Regions from separate parts of the Sus scrofa genome. Here region 2 is linked to region 1. A link is a contact called in public HiChIP or PLAC-seq data. All regions are on one chromosome and are shown on one strand. Each heading gives the region's core, a stretch centred on a gene start, on an enhancer-like site or on the middle of the called end of the contact. The rest is flanking DNA. Distances are from core to core; before and after follow the strand shown.

Region 1 (6,737 bases), core at 83-2,582:
GGACCTTCAAGAATCTGTAAATTACTTGGTTGTATCAACAGAAAGAATAGGCAAAAGGGACACGAAAGGATGGAAAAGGTGAAATGCAGCAGCAAAATCTATCAACAAAGGTCAATCTTATGAATTATATAAATAAAAATTGTTACCAAAATCTTTCAACATGCATTTTGTACAGTTATGATGAAATCGCCTCTATACAACAATACAGTAGGGGGAAAAGGTAAGAATTCAGGAAGAGATTGTGAAAAACACATTAAGAGATGAAACCACGAAAATATTTCTTTAGAAATGAATAAATAGGAGTTCCCGTCGTGGCGCAGTGGTTAACGAATCCGACTAGGAACCATGAGGTTGCGGGTTCGGTCCCTGCCCTTGCTCAGTGGGTTAACGATCCGGCGTTGCCGTGAGCTGTGGTGTAGGTTGCAGACGCGGCTCGGATCCCGAGTTGCTGTGGCTCTGGCATAGGCTGGCAGCTACAGCTCCGATTAGACCCCTAGCCTGGGAAACTCCATATGCCGCGGGAGCGGCCCAAGAAATAGCAAAAAGACAAAAAAAAAAAAAAAAAAAAAAAAAAAAAAAAAAAAAGAAATGAATAAATAATTGGAAGGGACACTACAGAAAGCAGAGAGACAAAGAAAACATGATCAATATAATGTTTCATCACCACATATACTTTTTTTCAAAGCCAGAATAAAATAAGGAATTTTCTAGTAAAATGTAATTCACCAAAGTTGAACCAAAATGAAACAAATAAATCTGAAAGGTCCATTTCCACAGAAGAAACTGAGAAAACCGTCAAAGAGCTACGTAACCCAAAAGCACCAACCCCGGATAGTTTCACAGGGAAACTCTACCAAACACTGAAGAAGAGATCAGAAGTTCCCTTTGCAGCTCAACGGGTTCATAAGAATCTGATAACAGTGATTACCTAATGAACCCAACTAGTATCCATGAGGATGCAGGTTCGATCCCTGGCCTCACTCAGTGGGTGAAGGATCATGCATTGCCCAGAGCTGTGGCATAGGTCAGATTCTGTGGCTGTGGCTGTGGCGTAAGCTGGCGTAGGCTGTAGCTCTGATTCAACCCCTAGCCTGCTAACTTCCACATGCCTTGGGTGTGGCCCTAAAAAAATACATAAAATAAATAAAGAAGAGATCATTCCAATGCTATCTATTCCAGGAGAGGAAAACAAGAAAAACTTTCAAATTCTTCTTATGAAAGAGTAAAAGTGACATAAAAGTCTGAGGAATAGTCATCAACAACAAATACTTATAATCTTTTAATAAGGATTATAGTGTGTGATAGCAATTCTATGACCTAGTGGAGTCTGTTCCAGGAATACAAAGATGGCTCAGTACCAGAAATATTAAGGAATCTATTAACAATAGAGGAAGTTAAAGGAAATATAATTAATTCATTAAGTAGAAAGAGAAATACCATTTGGTTGATCATGCCCTATAGATGCTAAAAAGCCATTTAACAAAATTCAGTATCATTTCTGATTTTAAAAAATAAGCTCAATAAATGGATACTTCCTTTAACACAATAATATACTTATCCACAAATCCAGCATCATGCTTAATGGGAAATATCAGAAGCATTCCGAATAAAGCCGGAAACAGACAAAGATGTTCACTATTACCATTAATATTTAACACTGTGCTAAATGTCCAAGCCAAAACAATTAGCAGAGAGAAATGATTTCGGAGATAGAAAATTTGGAAACTATCAGTATTTGCAGATGATGTCATTTTATCCTGAAAACACCAAAGAGAATAAAATTTAAAACTACTGAAAGCAGTAAGAGAATTCATTAAGCTAATGAGATTTAAAAACATGAAGAAGCTCTTGATGTATGAATACAGAAAAATCAACAAGATATATAGTAAGAGATCAAAATTCTAAAAAGTGGTATGAGAAGTAATATGATAAATAGAGATAAGAATACCTATTTGTATTTGCCTGTGATTGCATAAAGAAACTCTGAAAGGGTTCATAAGAATCTGATAACAGTGATTACCTAGTTGGAGGGAGATGGGAAGGCAAGAATGGGGTGCATGAGGCATGAGGGTGGGCTAGAAATTACTCTTTATATTTTTGTACCATGTGGTATATTAACTACTCAAAAATTACCTTTGAACCAATTTTTTTCATACTATCTTCCACCATGTTCTAACCCAAGAAACTGGATATAGTTCCCTGTGCTATACAGCAGGACCTCATTGCTTATCCATCCCAAATATGACAGTTTACGTCTACTAACCCCAAACTCCCAGTCCATCCCTCTCCCTTACCCTCCCCCTCTGGCAAATTACTTAAAGTCCAGTTGACGGTATTGCTTCTCAGCTCAAAACTAGCCTTTGTGATGCTGGGGCTGGATTTTATGAATCTCATTTCCACTTTGCTGGCTGGAATCAAAGTAGACTCTTCTAATAGGAGGTACCAGAGGGCTGAAGGAAGAAGAGATTGGTTCTTTCTTGTGAGTTTCTTGTGGGCTTCCTGCAGACTTCCTGGTTTTGCCTCCTGTTCTTAAGTAGCCAACCACACATTATTCTGGCAGGGGTGATGCCTGCACCCAGCTACAACTAACCCAGTTTGTAGTTTTCCATCAAGCCCTTGCCTCCAAAACATCTGCTCCTGGCCTTTACCACAAGCCTCAGAAGTCTGGTCCCCTATACTAAGTTTTTTAAGTTATATTGATTCCAGTCTCTTCCCTTTGCTCCTGCCCTACGGGTGAGAGCCGCTTCTTGAAGTTGCTTTCTACATGATGCTTTCATGTTTCTCTTTTAGCATCTCATTTCAATATCTAATTACCATTCTTATATTAAATAATCTGTTAAAATAACTCATTTTTTTTTCTCTATCTCAAACCTAGTTACTATACCAAGCACGTCTTTTTTTTTTAATTTTTAAAGCACATCTTATCTACAAATTTGACTAGATATTTGTGGGTATGGAGCTTCTGCAGGCTGTTATAACTTTGAAAGATTATACAGAACAAGTTAGAACTGGGGAGAATTCATTTACCTAAGACATAGACATATTACCTAAGACATAGAATTTGTTTCTTTTTAGAGTCCATGAATAAATTATTTCCTGGACCAAACATCATCGCATTAATAAAACACTATGAGTCATTGTGAAAGTACATTAGAGTTAGGGACACTGATTCTGCCCTTAAGTAGCTTCCTTTCTATGGTGTAAATCCTCAAAAAGAAATGCCACCTAACCAGCCTGAATAATGCTTATTTCATTTATTTTATTACCTGAAGACATATTTGTGAAGCAGTGCAATTTCAATAGTTAGGCAAAACTGACAATATAGAATTCATTTGCTAAGAAAGGTTTATTTGCTCATAAACTTCTGACTGAAGTTCAGAAAGCCATAACATACTTTTGTTATTATTTATAAGTACAGCACATGAAAAATTATTCCTATTCATTATGCAATACTAGTATTATGTAAATACTAAAATTTAAGTTAAAAATGCCTAAACAGCTGCCAACCTATACTTGGTAAATACACTGTGACAGTTGAACCACACTAAGAACTGTGTTTCTAGAAAGTACATGTTCTGCAAAGTTGTCTATACCCTGGTTATTAACTTAGAACTGTCAAAACTTTTCATATTCGTTACAGGCATTCAGAGCCCCTTTTCGAATCTTTCCAAAACCCAAGCCATATGCTTGGTGATGAAACAGAAGCAGGTAAGCTCACAGACTTATTTTGGCCTTTGCAATCATGCCCCTTTAAAAAAAATATTTGTACAAAACAAAATGATCTTTATAAAAAGATGGGAGTGGGGGCAGAGGATGGGTGAAATGAAAAAAGGAAAGATGCTCATGGAGCCCCAGTCCCAGCAGTGATAGATTACACATCAGATGCAAACAGGGAGAGGGAAAAAAAAAGACTCAATTATGGTAGGGTAGGGGATCCACTAGTCCTTTTTTATTACTTTGCAAAAATGCAACAGCAAGTTATATCCACTGATGTTAACAAGCCATCCCACCAACACCAACTCATTAAACCAACTCTGACTTTACTCATTAACAAAGTTACAATGGCTAGCCTCATTTTAAGACCCGGAGGCTAGCCGCCTTTTTATAGCAGATGTCTTTTTTTTTTTCACCCTACCATGGTATATGGAAGTTCCTAGACCAGGGATCAAATCCTAGCCACAGCTGTGACCTACGCCACAGCTGCGGCAATGCCAGACCCTTAACCCAATTGTGCCACAGCGGGAACTATGAAGTTGTCATTTATTGAATTACATTTCCCACTATTTTATTTTAAATATCATAAAATATGACTACATTAACCACAAATATTTTATATCCAGTTTGGAAAGATATATTTTATATTAAAGTTTTACCAACGAACAACAAAAAAACAGTGAACTGTGTTTTTACAGGTTGGTTTGAATACACGAGAGAGAGAGATAGAAAGATACATAGACAGACAGACACACACACATATATATATATCAGAAAGATGAACAGAACAAATATATATGAAGTACAGCATAAACAGAGATGTTCTAATGCTATCTCTATAGCTCAGAATATTAAACATGAAGTAGCTACCAGCTCTTATCTTACATTTGAAATACCTGGGAAGCTATTTTAAAATGAAAGAATCCCTGGCCTTCACTCTAGACATAATAAAATAGAATTTCCTTTAAATATGGGCCAGCCTGGCACCAGTCTTTGAAACAACATTTGGGAACCACTAACATAGTGGGATAAAAATGCTTATGGTCTGTTTTGGATGCCCTATCCTGTCACTTCCTTGCGGCGTGGCCCTGGGGAGCTCATTGTACCTCTCTACACATCAGTTTTCCCTTTGGTTAATAAAAATACTAGTAATAATACCTACTGCACATAGTTAGAAAAGTTAAAACAATGTGAAATACCTATGTATGCTAAATCTCACAAAATTCAGATAATCTATCAAAACGAAAAATTGTTAAAATCTGGGTTTTACTATGACTTTTTAGAAAACAACCTACTTGTGAATATCCACTTGCACTAAAGTCAGGATATATGGTTACACTGGACGAATTCGTGTCCTAAGGTTTTCAAAGGATAAGAGAGAAATAAAATCCTTTTTCAATAGGGAAAAAGCCACTAGAGTGGTGGTTTTGCTATAGTTCAAGACTACCTTACCTAAAATCAGAAAGGAATGGGACTACTAATCTGTTAATATATAAAATAGAAGTGCTCTGCATAGCATTTCGAGCTTTTGGTTTCAACTGAGTGTCCTAAACAATTCTTTTTTTGTTTTTTGGTTTTTTTTAGGGCTGCACCTGCAGCATATGGAGGTTCCCAGGCTAGGGGTTGAATCAGAGCTGTAGCTGCCTGCCTACACCACAGCCACAGCAACGGAGGATCCAAGCCACATCTGCAACCTACACCACAGCTCGCACCAACACCGGATGTTTAACCCACTGAGCAAGGCCAGGGGTCGAACCCACATCCTCATGGATGCTAGTTGGGTTCTTTACGGCTGAGCCACAGTGGGAACTCTCCTAATGAATATTAATTTCTCACTAGGGCTTTCGGTTGAAACCTCAAGTCCTATTTGGAAAATGGGAGTATGAGGAGCTGGGAAAGTCAAGCTCACATCATTGATTTTGGTAGCTTCCCAGTGGCTCTTTAAGCCCTTAGTATGCAAACAACCTCAATTTCATTCCAAGGTCTCAGTTTCTCAACATTTACTATTACCTTGCCTCCTCCATCCCAGATCTTCCTTTGTGAAAAGATATTAAAAAGTTCATTCAAACAATGTGGGGTTAATTTCTGATGGTGCCCAATTCTGTAAGTTGATTAGCTACAACTTCACAAAGAGAGTAAACTCAAATACAAAAAGGCCACTGAACTCACAATTTAAAAGTCTTTCTAACAAAAGTTTCTTCTCCGCCCACCAAATCATCATTCTATGAATTTCTTTATTTTCATTCATAGGTCATGGCACTAAAAAAAACCAAAAACAACAACAAAAAAAACCCCACACAGGCAGCCTTTAAGCCAATCCCCCCACACAATGGCAACATCTCTTTTTTAAAAAAGAAACGTTATTCCTAAGTGACTGTAAGAAAATATTTTTTTTCTAGTCGTAAGGGATGGGTCCCTCTCCCCATTATTTAGTCAGGTTACATAATGCTTAAATTCTGCTCCTCTGTTGCAGGATGATGTATATATAATGCAAATATCCTTGCTGGAATTATAACGGCAATTTCTCAATTTATGTGGGGCTAATCAACCCATTTGCTTTCTAGTGTAGAGCAGTAAAAGCTTATCTCATGCAGACTCACGGATCATTCAAAGCAATCTAATTGAATTTCAGGGCCAAGAGCATTGCACAACACGTGATGTGTCTCCAGTGGAGCACAGTGCCAGACACTGCAGGCGTTACATAATCCCATGCTGTCGTTGGCAGAGGACGCCTTCTTAGCCGCCTCGTGGCTTGGCAGTCCGTGTCTCCTCCAATCATGCCCTGCAGCTTTAATCTGCACAGGCTGTTCACATGGACAGTCACATGTTTTAAGCCTTTCACAGCAGCGAATAAAACAGGGACCATTTCCCTACTGGTAGAAACAGTTCCTTTAAAACCAGTCACACAGCATACAAGATTCTATCAGGATAGAAAACACGTATAACACTGCAGCTTCTAAGCAAGCAAGAGAGAAAGCAAACAGCAAATATTTCACCTTTCCAATAATGAAACGGGAAGAAAA
Region 2 (7,076 bases), core at 765-3,264, 130 kb before region 1:
ATAATTTGTTTTATGTGAATGTGTTTATGTGAAAATATTTAAGGACAAATGGAGAGAGGGAAAAATATATAATGTGGCAGAAAAAATTCCTAGTCTTATTTTATTTAAAGATGAAGTCACCAAATTTGGTAGTCACTTCTCAGTAATTTAAAATAATAAAGAAGTTCACATCAAATTGGAAATTGGAACCAGGATTTCCTAATTTGAGAAGTGAGCAGAAATGTATTTTTCTTGTTACAAGATTAAAGAACCATAGTGGCAATGAATTTTGGAATTGTGTAGCCAGTCTGCATGTCAACGTATGAGCGTAAAAACAACCATTGAAAGAAAAAGAAAAAGAATCCTAATTTTGTGGACATGATCCATGCCTGTTTGGTACTTTGTTATGAAAAAGGTTGATTTTCTTCTCATAAGCTGACATTATGGATGAGAGATCTGGGTATTTTCACTTTATTCAGAGCTGTTTCTTTCTAAAACATATACCTCGAGAAGAGGGTGGAAGTCAGGGATGAGAAAGCACCAAATGCAGCATCAAAGATATTGGCAGAGCCTGTGCTGGACCACTTACCTTAGAGGTGAGCACCAAAGCACATTCTGCCTTAGGCAGTAGAAGAGATGAAACTGATTTTGGAGAAAGGAGAAATGTGGAATAGGTAAAACTCGTGGTGGCAGCAGCCAGAGCAGCAGAAGAGGCAGGAAAGGCAGAGAGTAAGAAAGCTCAGTCTGCAAATTACTTGGTTAGGTTCCCAGCACCAGGTGGCAGTTTCTAATGTGACGGCTAGGATGTGAAGAAAACAGTCAGAAGTGTGTAAGAGACTTGAAGAAATACAGTTTTCCCAGTTTGGAAGTTCCTCAAAAAAATAAAATTGAGTTGCCATATGATCCAGCCATCCTACTCCTGGGTATCTATCCAGAGAAAACCATTATTTGGAAAGATACATGCACCCCAATGTTCACTGCAGCACTATTTACAATAGCCAAGACATGAAGCAAGCTAAATATACATTGACAGGGGACTAGATAAAGAAGATGTGGTACATATATACAATGGAATGTTACGTAGCCATAAAAAAAGATGAAATAATGCCATTTATAGCAACATGGATGGACCTAGAGGTTATCATGCTGAGTGAAGTGGGTCAGACAAAGAAAGACAAATATCATATAAGATCATTTATATATGGAATCTAAAGTATGACATAAATGAATATAGCTACAGAACAGAAACAAACTCACAGACAGAGAACAGGCTTGTGGTTGTCAAGGGCTTGCAGGGGAAAGGACTGTGAGTTTAGGATTAGCAGAGGTGAACTATTATATGTGGGATGGATAAATAAGGTCCTACTGTACAGCACAGGGAGCTATGTTCAATATCCTTTGATAAGCCATAATGGAAAAGAATATGAAAAACTATAAATACATCAATCATTTTGCTGTATACCAGAAACTAACACTACATTGTAAATCAACTATTTTTCAATAAAATTTTAAGAAAAGAAATATGGTTTTCTAGTAATGCACTACTTTGCTATGTTTAGACTTTCAATCAAACAATCTTCTATCTAGTGGCAGGATCCACATTCATGTATTTAATTGGCAGCTACCTGGTCATTTGACACCAATGTTTACTAAAAATGAATTAAATGCCAGATTAATTAGTTCATAGAAGCTGCAGGAAAGTGTTCCCATCTCTCCCCAGTAATTCAGAAGTAAGGTTGGTTGTTCTTTAAGAAGTGAACTAGTAAAATCCACACACAATTCATGTGCTTAGCCATTGTGAAATAAAATAGACTGACTGCAAATATATAATGACAATTGGCTTCCTGTGTGGCATGTAAACTGGGAGAGGAGACTGTGCAGGTCAAAGTCAATGCCAGCTTGGGCATGCTGGTTGTATATAGTAGCCTCTATGGGCTTGGTTAATAAGGTTCTACCTTTGTGAGATGGATCTACTCAGAATATGGTAAGCCAAGTTCCCAGGCCTTTGGGCTCAAAGCCAGGCCCTGAGTCACGGTGAGTTTGCCTAAGTAGATGCCACCTTGTGGAGACCTACCTACATAACCTGCTGGCTTTTCCCATGCCAAACCTGCCTCATTGCACTGTTTCAAGAGTCCCTGGCTAGGAGCTAGAAATACAGGTGGGAAGATGAAAGGGTTTGGGGAATGGGTGGACTGGAATGGCTGAACCTTTGAGGTATGCGGATGAGTCAGGGAGCTGTAAGAAGAGAAGCAGGTAAAAGCCAGATGATGGAGAGAATCATATACCAGCTAAAGGGTTTAAACTTTATCCTGAGAGCTATGGGGAACCACTGGAGAATTTTAAACAGGAACAAGGTGATTTACCATCTAGCTGGCAAAACAATACGAGATAAAACATGCACTTAAATAATAAGACAAATTAACACACGATAAAAGCCACAATAGTGCAAAGAGATCAGAAGAGAGAATTTTTAATACTAAGAATGAGAGGGGGAGTTCCTCTAATTAATACAGACTCTGAGTTTGCCTTCACTATTCAATGGACTAAGACAGCAAGCAGCAGACAAGCATTTCACATGGCATGGCAGAGAGCCCCAGAGTTAAAAAAATGTTTTGTTTATGTGATGAAGAGCCAATAATACCAGTACCTAGAGGAGTATTAGATAAGGCTGGGAGATAAACTAGGAGGTCTTTGAAAAGCTCTAGGGAGAGTGTGGATTTTACTTGGCAGGCAATGGAGCATTGTGGACGTCTTAAGTTGGGAGAAGGGGAGGAAATATTCAAAGCAGTGATTTCTGACAAGTAGTCTAATGCTGATATAGTGGGTGATGTGGTGGTGGTACTGAAGAAGAGAGAATGACTGGAGGTAGAAAGAGCACTTAGAAGGAGTTGCCATAATTCAGGCATGCTGTGTTATACGCCTCAACCAGAGTAATGGCAGTGAGAATGGAAAGGATCAATGAATGGGAGCTGATGGGACTGTGGGCATAAAGGAGATGACAACATTATGTGTCAGGGGCGGCTTGAGAAAGGATGGTCCCATTAGACCACAGAAATAGACTATTAGGAAGAAGGAACTAGATGCCTGGTATTTCAATGAAGATAAGCAACAAACCTAAGATGACTTTTATATTTATAAGATAAGAAGACAAGAAAACACTGATGGAAGATAGTAGAAGAAAAAGAATGAGAAAAAAAAATCCAAACTGAGATAGTAGAAGAAAAAAGAATGCATATGTATATATGCATTCTTTATATATTTTATATATAATATATGCATATGTTATATATAATGTATATATTATATATAAATGCATTCTTTTTGCTTCTACTATCTCAGTTTGGATATATATATGCATTCTTTATATATTATATATGCATATCTGTGCATATATAATATATAATATATAATGTATATGTTATATATATGCATATATGTGCATATATAATATATATAATATATAATGTATATGTTATATATATATGCATTCTTTTTTCTTCTACTATCTCAGTTTGGATTTTTTTTTTCTTATAGAGAATATTTTTGTCTAGGAAGTCCAGGAGGTTTGCAGCAAATGAAATCAAGGTGTTTTTATTCTCCCCTAACTGCCAGTTGCCATGAGAATTCAATGCCTCTGGGATGATGACCCTACCTGCATCTGCTGGAGCATCCTCAGGAGCTGACTGCCCTGCCTCCCACTTACTGCCAGGCTTGTAATCATGCTACTGTGTGCATCCGGCCCTTTTGTTGTAGGGACCTGTTGTCCACTAGGTAACAAACCAAGGCCTTCACAAATGGACACTAGGGCCTGCAAATTAAAATTTCATCCTGGTCTTGACACAGAAAAGTTATTTTTAAATCTGAAAGCCACATGCTGCACAACAAACACCAGGTTCTGGTTTTCATTCTACCTTTGCGGTTAAACACATGTGGCCAAATTTGAAAGGTGGCAAGGCCTATGAGATCAAATTTACAGAATTTTCAATCACATGGAATTTAACACTTACCCTGTCGAATGTAAAAGGGGCACAGAAGAAAGAGTAGATTAAAACAGGCCTTCCTGCAGTTTTTAACACTGATTTAGGAATGTTGCCTAACTGTGAAAAGCTACTGCCACCATCTCTGGCTTCCACCAGAGTCTCTGTCACACCTCCAGGGCTGAAATCCCTCCAGGATCCCTTCTTCTCCAGTCTGGGACTTTACCCTGCAAAATCACACCCGCCTCTCTCAGCTCAGGTCAAGCCTAAAGAAATGGAGCCTTGGAGTTCCTGTTGTGGTTCTGCAGAAACAAATCCAACTAGTATCCAAGAGGATGGGGGGTGGATCCCTGGCCTTGCTCAGTGGGTTAAGGATCCAGCTTTGCTCTGAGCTGTGGTGTAGATCGCAGACCCAGCCCGAGTTGCTGCGGCTGTGGTGTCAGATAGCAGCTACAGTTCCGATTTTGATCCCCAGACTCCTAGACCCCTAGCCTGGGAACTTCCATATGCCACAGCACAGGTGGTGTGGCCCTAAAAAGCAGGAAAAAAAAAAAAAGAGAAAAGAAATGGCACCTTTGCCCCTGGGGTAATATTCCTGGAAGAATTGTCCCTGTTTACCGACAGAGAAAAGGAAAGTTCTGTTCTTTGTGTAATGAATTAAGTAAAAGTATGGGAAGCCTCTTGATGTGTCTGCATTCAGAGCTATAAACCAACATCCAAACAGACTTGGTGATCCAAACTCAACCCTACATACATGTGGGGCTGGATCATTCTTGGGGGGGGGGGCTGTCCTGTGCACCAGAGGGTGTTTAGCACCCTTCCTGACCCCTGCTCACTAGATGCTGGTAGAACACCTCCCAGAGTTATGACAACCAAAAATGTCTCCAGACATTGCCAAATGTCCCCAGGGCAGGGGGGAGAGGGAGGGAGTCAACTGCAGTTAGGATAAAAAAAGTATTTATTTTTTAGAGAAATTGCCTTCAGAAAACAATATGCATAAAGAAATTCTATCCATATCACTTATAACTGGAATCTAATATCCAGCACAAATGAACATCTCCTCAGAAAAGAAAATCATGGACTTGGAGAAGAGACTTGTGGCTGCCTGATGGGAGGGGGAGGGAGTGGGAGGGATCGGGAGCTTGGGGTTATCAGACACAACTTAGAATAGATTTACAAGGAGATCCTGCTGAATAGCATTGAGAACTTTGTCTAGATACTCATGTTGCAACAGAAGAAAGGGTGGGGGAAAAATGTAATTGTAATGTACACATGTAAGGATAACCTGACCCCCTTGCTGTACAGTGGGAAAATAAAAAAAATTATAAAAAAAAAAAAAAGAAATTCTATCCAACCATTCTAGGGGCAAGGCAATACAATAGAAAGAATTTTAACCAACTCTAAATTTTGATTAGGGAAGAAATCATTTATAGTGATTAATCCTTTAAGTAGGAGGCAATAAAATTTAAAAGACTGGAGCATAGGTCTTGGAATCAAAGATCTAGGTTGATTTACTGGCGGTGATCTTAAGGCCTCTATCCTTCAGTGTTTTTACTTATAATATGAGAATACTTAGTAGCATCTATCTACCCATCAGCATGCCTCAGGGCCTTCCCTCATGTTCCCCCTGCCCGGAATACACGTCTCCTTCCTCTTAGGTAGACTGGTCCCCTTTCATCCTCTAAATCTCAGTTTAAATAATCCCTCCCCAGAAGAGTGTCTCTGTTAGTCAGCCAGGCTCTCCTGTGATTACCTGTCACAGCACCATCTGCAGAACCATATTTTGTAACTTTTCATGCTTCCCTATTTTATAAATTCCATAATGGCCAGGATTTTTTTTTTTTTTTTTTTAGTCAACACTGTCATGAATAACCTAGCACGATGGCTGGCCCCTAGGAGAGGCAGATAACAATCACTGTATGAGTGAATGGATACAAAGATTTTATATTTATTAATATTATCATCATTATCACTGAGGATTTGTACTGAACTGAATCAATTTCCTACTCTATAAAAATACTCAGCTCATTTTGTGAAATGTTAAGAGCAGAATGGCACAATCAGTAAAAACGTGTGAAACAATTACACTGGCATTCTGGTTGAGCATCAGTGACAATGCCTGGGGAAAGGCACAAAACCTAAGACTGGCAGACTTGCACAGAGCTGGGTAGCCACATTGTGGGATATGTGCACACTGTGTGTGACCTGGAGGAACTCATTTGTGAAGTGTGGCCTCCAGCAGCTCCCGCACTGCACTTTAAGAGCTTCTGGACGCTGAGTGATGGATAAGTACCACTGGATCAGTTGTTGTGCGGGGCCCTTTGGGTCAGTCGCCTTGGTAGACTCTGGCAGGAGGAACACTAGCTTTTTTGGTGGTTCACTGGCAACTCACTATTTTGTTCTTAAAATCAAACCACGGCTACAGCATATTTGTTTTGTAAAATAAAAAGGAAAGCATTTAAAAGTAATACTCAGAGATAAAAGAGCAAGGCAGGAATAGGATTACTATACTTGGGATCATATTGTTAACATACTTGTGCCAACAAGCAAGGAAATTTTCTAACATGTTAGTTTTCATACTCCACTGAGGAGAAAGAATGTTGAATTAAAAAGGGAACAACAAGTACTGATGACAATAAATTCATGTTCAAGATGGCCAAAAGATTCTAAGAGCTTTTTTTTTTTTTTTTTTTTTGCTTTTTAGAACCACATCTGCAGCATATGGAAGTTCCCAGGCTAGGGTTTGAATTGGAGCTGCAGCTGCTGGCATACACCACAGCCATGCGGGATCCAGGCTATGTCTGTGACCTATACCACAGTTCACGGAACTCGGGATCCTTAACCCACTGAGCGAGGCCAGGGATCAAACCTCTGCATCTTCATGGATACTAGTTAGTTACTGCTGAGCCACGACGGGGAACTCCGAAGAGCTATTTAATTTTACCCAGCCACTGGAACTATGTCTAAGTTTTTGAAATAGCTCTCTGCGTTTTTTGAATCGTGGATAATGGTAAGAGGAAAGAAACACCCGTTGGCCTGAATTTGAGATTATGACAAACTCTGCAAACTGCCGACAAATGAGATTGATGCTGGTCCCCCATATAAGATGTCATTAAAGGG

Evidence for each region. HiChIP or PLAC-seq counts read pairs in DNA pulled down with a chosen protein or histone mark.
Region 2: a contact with region 1 is called in an H3K27ac HiChIP or PLAC-seq map of alveolar macrophages. The contact joins two enhancer-like sites. A contact is called at or near these places in 1 of 47 Hi-C or Micro-C datasets (liver) and 1 of 2 datasets of contacts at active chromatin or transcription factors (alveolar macrophages).

The regions. Positions count from the first base shown.
Region 1 is chr5:47,261,521-47,268,257 of Sscrofa11.1, reverse strand. The region is part of intron 38 of ITPR2 (inositol 1,4,5-trisphosphate receptor type 2); the gene reads right to left. Among named protein-coding and RNA genes, the nearest start is that of ITPR2, 330 kb to the right of the region's middle. Within about 2 kb of position 1,332, at least 2 of the 83 cell types and tissues checked have an H3K27ac peak or open chromatin away from gene starts, as enhancers often do. A contact at or near this core is called in alveolar macrophages, where this site is marked.
Region 2 is chr5:47,393,424-47,400,499 of Sscrofa11.1, reverse strand. All of the region lies in intron 53 of ITPR2 (inositol 1,4,5-trisphosphate receptor type 2), which reads right to left. Among named protein-coding and RNA genes, the nearest start is that of SSPN, 210 kb to the left of the region's middle. Within about 2 kb of position 2,014, at least 1 of the 83 cell types and tissues checked has an H3K27ac peak or open chromatin away from gene starts, as enhancers often do. A contact at or near this core is called in alveolar macrophages, where this site is marked.